2 separate regions of the Ovis aries genome follow, and region 1 is linked to region 2. Evidence: chromatin contacts called from public Hi-C data. All regions are on one chromosome and are shown on one strand. Each heading gives the region's core, a stretch centred on a gene start, on an enhancer-like site or on the middle of the called end of the contact. The rest is flanking DNA. Distances are from core to core; before and after follow the strand shown. Region 1 overlaps MYOCD (myocardin). Region 2 has its middle 92 kb from the start of MAP2K4.

Region 1 (3,746 bases), core at 624-3,123, 420 kb before region 2:
GGTATGGTGTGGGACTCGCTGGGTCCTCTGATAGAGAAGCTGCAGCCAGCCTCCATCCCCAGGTGCCCCCCTCCGTACCCCCCTGGGCTTGCCTGACTTACTTGAGCGGAGCTGCGTGCAGCCCGGGGTAGCTGAAGCGGTGCTGCTGCTGCTGGCTGAGGATCTGCAGCTGCAGGAAGAGCTGCTGCTGCTGGAGCAGCCGGGCGTAGGCAGAGTCCATGGGCGGAGGGGACTTCTCCGCCTTCTGGTCCGGGGGGATGTACTGGTGGTATTTGAGCTTCTTCACCTTTGGCTTGGGGTCCTTGGGCTTTTTGTGGCGGTTCTTGTTGTCGCTCAAGGACTTGGACTGCAAAGCGGATGGAGAGACGGCATGTGCTTTTAGGTGATGGATGGGAACGGCTTGGCATCAGGAATATTACCTCTAGATTTTATCTGATGGATGTCCTTGAACCCCCGACACACAATATAGCAAAGACAGGAGGCACCATGAGATCCTGGAAGTTAAGGTACCTAACAAACAGATCCATGCAAATACATCGCAAAGGATGGACACTCCTTAGGCAGGAAGTCTTGAGTCTTAGAAGTGGCTTTGGGGAACTGCCTTCCCAGAACAGAGAGGCAAGTCTATGTTTCAGTGAGCCCAGCTTCCTAACCTAAAACCTCAGCCTGATGACTAACGAAGACGACATTCTGTTCTTGGGTTAGATTCATAAGGAGGTTCTTTTTTTTTAAAAAAATAAAAATAAAACAAAAAGTTTGCTGTGGACCATTTTTAAAGTCTTTATTGAATCTGTCGCATTGCTGTTTCTGTTTTGGTGTTTTGGTCATGAGGCATGTGGGATCTTTGCTGCCCGACCAAGGATTGAAGACACACTCCCCGCATTGAGAGGGCAAGTCCTAACCACTGAACCGCCAGGGAGGTCCCAAGAAGGTTCTTTCGTCTGTATACGTGTCATCATCTCTAGTGAAGCTCCTCGTGAGCTGACTTATTAACAATATAAAAGAAGATGAAATTAAGGCTATCTCTAAAAACCCAAAAGGTGGGTTCTTGTTGCTTCTAAATCAATTCCCCTTCCCACCAAATACTGATATAAGGTCAGGAAGTGACACCCTCTGAACTAAAGATTCTTCACTGACTATAGGAAGGACAAGTCACCCACTGAGACCTTTCCAGAAGTTACCAGTCATGGTGTACGGTTTGGATCCTTGAAAAAAGTTAAGGACAGAGGCCTGGAAGTGAAGGCACATTTTTGAACGTGGTATAGTTTTCCAACTTTACCATATCTCAATGACCCCGACCTGCAAGTTGGGTAAAATATTCTCTACTTTTGATTTCAGTAACCAATGGGAGGATGGTAAAATATATTGTTGAAACAATAAGATTTCAAAGGACTATATTTGAATATAGCGTGATTATATTTATAACCTGTTCTTGAAATCCAAAGACCTCCAGAGATTGAGAAGCGATAGGTCTGTACTTAAGTCAGTTAAAAAAAAATACATTTCCAATCCCTGACTGTATTACAGAAGATTGAAATGAACAGGGATGTGATGATGGAAGGGTCTTAATCTGAGAACAAGCTGGCAGGGGAAGGTGTGGTACCCGCAGTGTCCAGAAGAGGGAGCTCCTGAATAGCCAGCAGGCAGGTTGTCACCGGGCAGCTTTCCCATTTTAACCACAAAATACACATCTGAAGGTGACCTATTGGATTTGCTTTTCTCTGACTCAGCGTGCCCATCCACCAAAGCCTTTTTTGTGTGTGTTTTCTCAGGAAGGCTTCTTCTTGTACACTTAGCTCAAGGATTCCTGTGGGCCAGGGGCCCTCCTCCCTGCTCATTCATCGATGGGTTAAGCGCTCCAGGTAATGAGTCAGCTTTCTGTTCTTGGGAGAGTTTCCCCCAGCTCCTGCAGTCAGCTCTGCCCTGCTCCCACTCCTCCTAGGACTTGCTTGTCTTGGGGAGCTGCAGCCTTGCGTCTAAAGCAACTAAATCAGGGGCTCAGTCATCTTCTCTATTTGTTGCCTTATTATCACAGAGACTCTGAGCATTCAAAAGGTATTGTAAGTCGGACCATCTTCTCCAGATAGTGAGAAGCATAGACCACAGAGCCCACGGAACTCTGAATCACTGGAACTTTGATTTGTGCTGCGCTCATTTGCTCAGTCATGTCTGACTCTATACAACCCCGTGGGCTGCAGCCTGCCAGGCTTCTCTGTCCATGGGACTCTCCAGGCAAGAATATTGGAGTGGGTTGCCATGCCGTCTTCCAGGGGATCTTCCCAACCCAGGAATCTCCTTCATTGGCAGGGGATTTTTTTTTTTTTTTTTTTTACCACTAGCGCCACATGGAAAGCACACCTGGAACTGTATAGTTGCATATTTTTGATATGACTCTTCATTGAAATTGATTGTCCTTTCTCAGGACAATTACTACACTTTCTTAGTTTGAAGAGGCTGAAGGCTCTGTTCATTTGCATTCAGTTCAGTTCAGTTGCTCAACTGCATGTCTATGGAGTCGGTGATGCTATTCAACTATCTCATCCTCTGTCGTTCCCTTCTCCTCCTACCTTCACTCTTTCCCAGCTTCAGGGTCTTTTCCAACTCTTTTGCATTAGGCAAAACTTAAACACTTCAATAGAAATATTAATACAATTTCTCTTTGCTCCCAATGGTAGAAATCACTGAATCACATTAATATTAAAATATAAATATTCACCCAAGTCAATATGTCTCCTCCCTCCACCTGTAATGAACAAAATTCACCAATAGCCACATAAGTTCAAAGCAGTTAAGCTGAGTGGATTGTGCAGTGAAAGTCACTCTTTGCGACTCCATGGACAAGTCCATGAAATTCTCCAGGTCAGAATACTGGAGTGGGTTCCCTTCTCCAGGGGATCTTCCCAACCCAGGGATTGAACCTAGAACTCCTGTGTCTCCTGCATTGGCAGGTGGATTCTTTACCAGCTGAGCCACCAGGGAAGAGAGGATTGTAGACTGGGTTTAAGCCGCTGCAGTCCGGGGAGCTTTCCTGGGAATCAGAAATGCCTGTCATCCATTCAGAACATGAAAACTAGTTTTGTGGGCTTCCCTGGTGGCTCCGTGGTAAATAATCTGCCTGCCAGTGCAGGAAACACGGGTTTGATCTCTGATCCAGGAAGATCCCACAGCAACTAAGCCCAAGGGCTACAACTACTGAGCCCGGGAGCTGCAACTGCTGAAGCCCGAGCACCCTAGAGGCCGTGCTCTGCAACAGAAGCCACCGCAAGGGGAAGCCGAGCACCGCATCTAGAGAGTAGCTCCCACTCTCCGCAACTGGAGAAGAGCCCCTGCAGCGTGATGACCAGCACAGCCGTAAATAAACACACACAATTAAAAAAGAAAGCCGCTTTTGTGCATGTGCAGTGGAGGGGGTGGCAGGGCCATCACTTTAACACTGATCCTTACTCAACTTACAAGCTTTTAAAAGTATTTCTTAAGCATCATCTCAGCATTAAGTGCCAGCTTTAGAGCTGAGAAAATATTAATATGCCCCCAAGTCAATGAGAAGTTATCTGGGATAAAATATTATGAAAAAAGTCAAATGACTACCAGTTAACTGAGGAGCTTCTCTTCTGTGGGTGAGACCCCTGAGGGGCAAGAGTGTCTTGGTCCCCGTACACTGATAGCCCACTTCTCAACCCCTGTCTAGCGATGCTCCCAGGGGACTGAATCCATCCATCGGTCCACATGACTCTCCCCATTGCCAG
Region 2 (3,516 bases), core at 259-2,758:
CTTTCTTCCTTTCTTTGTCTACATATCTTAGTGAATTTTCTCTTTTCCCTTTTCTTTAGTTGCAGCTCTCTACTTCCAAGTCTTTTCCTGATGTTCCCTTGTTCTTCCAAGTCTATTCCTGCTGCTCCCCCGAGAGTCCACGCCATCACCATCTGAGATTAAAAATCTTTAATGACCTCCTGACTCAGAATCACCTCCCTCTAATCCATCCTGGATAGAAGAATCCTTCTAGACCATTTGGGTCTTCTCTTGCTCAAAATCAGTTGTGCCTCACCCACAGAATTTGAGACTCAGGAATTAGGACTTTGACCTGGAGACAAATCTCTGCAAACATGGCCTTGACCTATCTTTTTAGATGTCCTTCCCATCACACCCCTCAAGGACCCTTTTGCTGCTCTCTACCTGCCTTCCACCATCTCAACACTTCCTGCACAAAGGATCACTGTTTGCTTCATCACGTCTTACTGTCTCATAGCCAGTGACTTTCCAGCCAGGAAGCACTGCCTCCTGCCTTATAATAATCAGAGGCCCTGCAGGGTCTGAGTGCAGTTCATCAATATTTGCACGGTCTTAACTCATTTCATTGACATTTTAGAACAACAAAAAAAGGACCCTCGTACCCTCATATGTAAGATCAAAGACAGAGCAATTGCCCACAGCAAGAGGGATTCAGTAACTTCAGGGATAAGCAGGTAAAAATCACTTTCTTCCTATCCTAGCACCCTTTGTCTCACACAGACTAGCTTCTGAAATCTGTGTCTTTCATTCCAACAATGTGCTAAGCATTGCTCTGTGCTGGAAATAAACAATAGGAAGCACTGCCCTCGTGAAGCTACCATTCCCCAGCAGGGAGACAGACCCTGAGCAAAAGAAGTGGAATAGGTAGAATCTGGGGGATTACATGTCATGGGAGAAGGAAAGGAAGTGGGGTGGGGTGCTGCAGTTGTGGAAAGAGTGGCGAGGGGTGATGTGGGTACAGACAGGAAGGGAGGAGGTGAGGGAGCTCTGTAGGCATCTGGGGTCAGAGCGTGGCAGGTCAAGGAGACAGAGGCTGAGTGAGAGCTTCCTGGAATCGTCAGTGGACAGTAAAGAGGTCCATGCGGCCAAGCTGAGAGGCAGAGTGGGGAACGAGTGGGAGACACAGTCAGAGGCATATGGAGACACCCCAGAAGGGTGGTGAGGTGGGACACAGGCGAGGTTCCTGAGCCGAGGACTGAGCGACACTGCTGAGATCTGCAACAGCAGCCCTCTGCCACTCTGCAGAGAGTAAGCTACAGAACAGACGCGAGGGGCCAGGGAGGAGCCCTGGCGAAGGCCAGAGAGGGGATGCTGGTGGCACGAGCCGCGACGGGAGCTGTGGAGGCAGGAAGAGGTGGTCGGATTCTGGGTTTATCCTGAAGAGCACGGCCAACACGCTTGCTGGTGAGTTCAGTGTGGAGAATGAGAGGACAGGTTTAAAGGCAATGGGAAGGCTAGTTGAGCTAACGGAGGAATGCGGTTGCCCTGAACTAAGTCTGTTGGAGGAACAGGACAGGAGGAGATTAGGAGCTCAGTTTTAAACAAGAACACGAGATGCCTCACAGGCTCCCAAGGGGAAATGTTGTGTAAGAAGTTAGATAAATGAGCCTGAAGTCCAGGAGGATGATCGAGGTGGAAATATAAAGTTGAGATTTATCCACTTACAGGGCATACTTAAAGCCTGGAAACTGGGTGAGCTCACCAAGAGTGTGTGTGTGTGTGTGTCCTTATTCTTGTGTGTCAGTGTGTTTCTTTTTCATAGTGCCAATTGTCTGTATGCTCTAAGAACTGTGCATATCCGGGCATGAGATATATTCAACAATGTCTGGTAACCTACTCCTTTTTAAGCACAGATCTTAATGAAATGAAAAGTACAACACGAATTCATCAGCTGAGAAACTGAGGAGGGTGAGGTGACTTTCTACTCTACACAGACTTAGCCATGCTCAGAACTTAGTAGGCTTGTGACTAAAGTTGATTTTTTTCAAGTGATTCCTTAATAAGCTGGTAAGTAAAAAGACTCTCATCTTTAGATTACCAGTTAAAACAACAATCATTTCTTTTCTCTGAACCTCTGTTTCCCAAAATGAGAAAATGGGAGCCTGAAATTAGAGCAGCCTCAACTCTAGCTCTCAGTCAGAGACCACCTCTGCTTAACTTGCTGGGAACTTGTTTGTTTTCAGCTATCTGGCTCCCCCAAGTGGTCGATGGAATGAATGCAACTTGCATTTTGTTGTTGAGACACTCAGTTGTGTCTGACCCTTTGCGATCTCATGGACTGCAGCTCACCAGGCTTCCCTGTCCTTCACCATCTCCCAGAGCTTGCTCATACTCATGTCCATTAAGTCAGTGATGCCATCCAACCATCTCGTCCTCTGTCGTCCCCTTCTCCTGCCTTCAATCTTTCCCAGCATCAGGGTCTTTTCTAACGAGTCAGCTCTTTGCATCAGGTGGCCAAAGTATTGGAGCTTCAGCTTCAGCACCAGTCCTTCCAATGAATATTCAGGATTGATTTCCTTTAGGATTGACTGGCTTGATCTCCTTGCAGACCTAAGGATTCTCAAGAGTCTTCTCCAACAACACAGTTCAAAAGTATCAATTCGTTCAGCCTTCTTTATGGTCCAACTCTCACATCCATACATGACTACTGGAAAAAAGCATAGCTTTGACTATACAGACCTTTTTTGGCAAAGTAACACTTTAATATGCCATCTGGGTTTGTCATAGCTTTCTTTCCAAGGAGCAAGCTTCTTTTAATTTCATGGCTGCAGTCACCATCTGCAGTGATTTTGGAGCCCAAGAAAATAAAATCTGTCACTGTTTCCATTGTTTCTCTATCTATTTGTCACGAAGTGACAGGACCGGATGTCACGAGCTTCATTTTATGAATGCAGTTTTAAGCCAGTTTTTTCAGTCTCCTCTTTCACTTTCATCAAAAGGCTCTTCAGTTCCTCTCTGCTTTTTTCCATAAGGGTGGTATCATCTGCATATCTGAGGTTATTGATATTTCTCCTGGCAGTCTTGATTCCAGCTTGTGCTTCTTCCAGCCCAGTGTTTCTCATGATGTACTCTGCATACAAGTTAAATAAGCAGGGTGACAACATACAGCCTTGATGCATTCCTTTCCCAATTTGGAACCAGTCCACCAGTCAACCACTGTGATTAACCATTTTGGATGCATTTTCTCATTAAAATTTTCACCAAAACACTGAGGCAGTTATTTCTTGTATTTTTAGCTCACATACTAGGAAACCAAGACACAAGACTCAAGGTGGCAACAGTAAGTGATGATCCAGGATCCAAACCCAGGCAGTCTGAGGAAAGAGAGGGAAAACTTACCAATTCATTCTATCAGGCAACCATAACTCAGTGAAGAAGAAAGACGAGGAGGAGGGGGGAGGGGAGGGGGAAGAGGAAATAGCAGCAGCAGAGGGAAAAATCTTGGAAGAAAGCTGAAGACTACAGGTTTGTATCACTCTGAATTATGGATGTGAAAAT

Evidence for each region. A called contact is a pair of places that touch in the nucleus more often than the background predicts.
Region 1: a contact with region 2 is called in a Hi-C map of hypothalamus, with 7 times the contacts expected there. The contact joins two enhancer-like sites. A contact is called at or near these places in 8 of 16 Hi-C or Micro-C datasets (hypothalamus, liver, mesenteric adipose tissue and 4 more).

What each region holds. Positions count from the first base shown.
Region 1 is chr11:30,957,993-30,961,738 of ARS-UI_Ramb_v3.0, reverse strand. MYOCD (myocardin) reads right to left here. Exons shown (of 13, transcript XM_042255682.1): 8 at 102-346. Among named protein-coding and RNA genes, the nearest start is that of ARHGAP44, 35 kb to the left of the region's middle. Within about 2 kb of position 1,873, at least 7 of the 54 cell types and tissues checked have an H3K27ac peak or open chromatin away from gene starts, as enhancers often do.
Region 2 is chr11:30,536,238-30,539,753 of ARS-UI_Ramb_v3.0, reverse strand. No RefSeq gene overlaps it. Among named protein-coding and RNA genes, the nearest start is that of MAP2K4, 92 kb to the right of the region's middle. Within about 2 kb of position 1,508, at least 4 of the 54 cell types and tissues checked have an H3K27ac peak or open chromatin away from gene starts, as enhancers often do.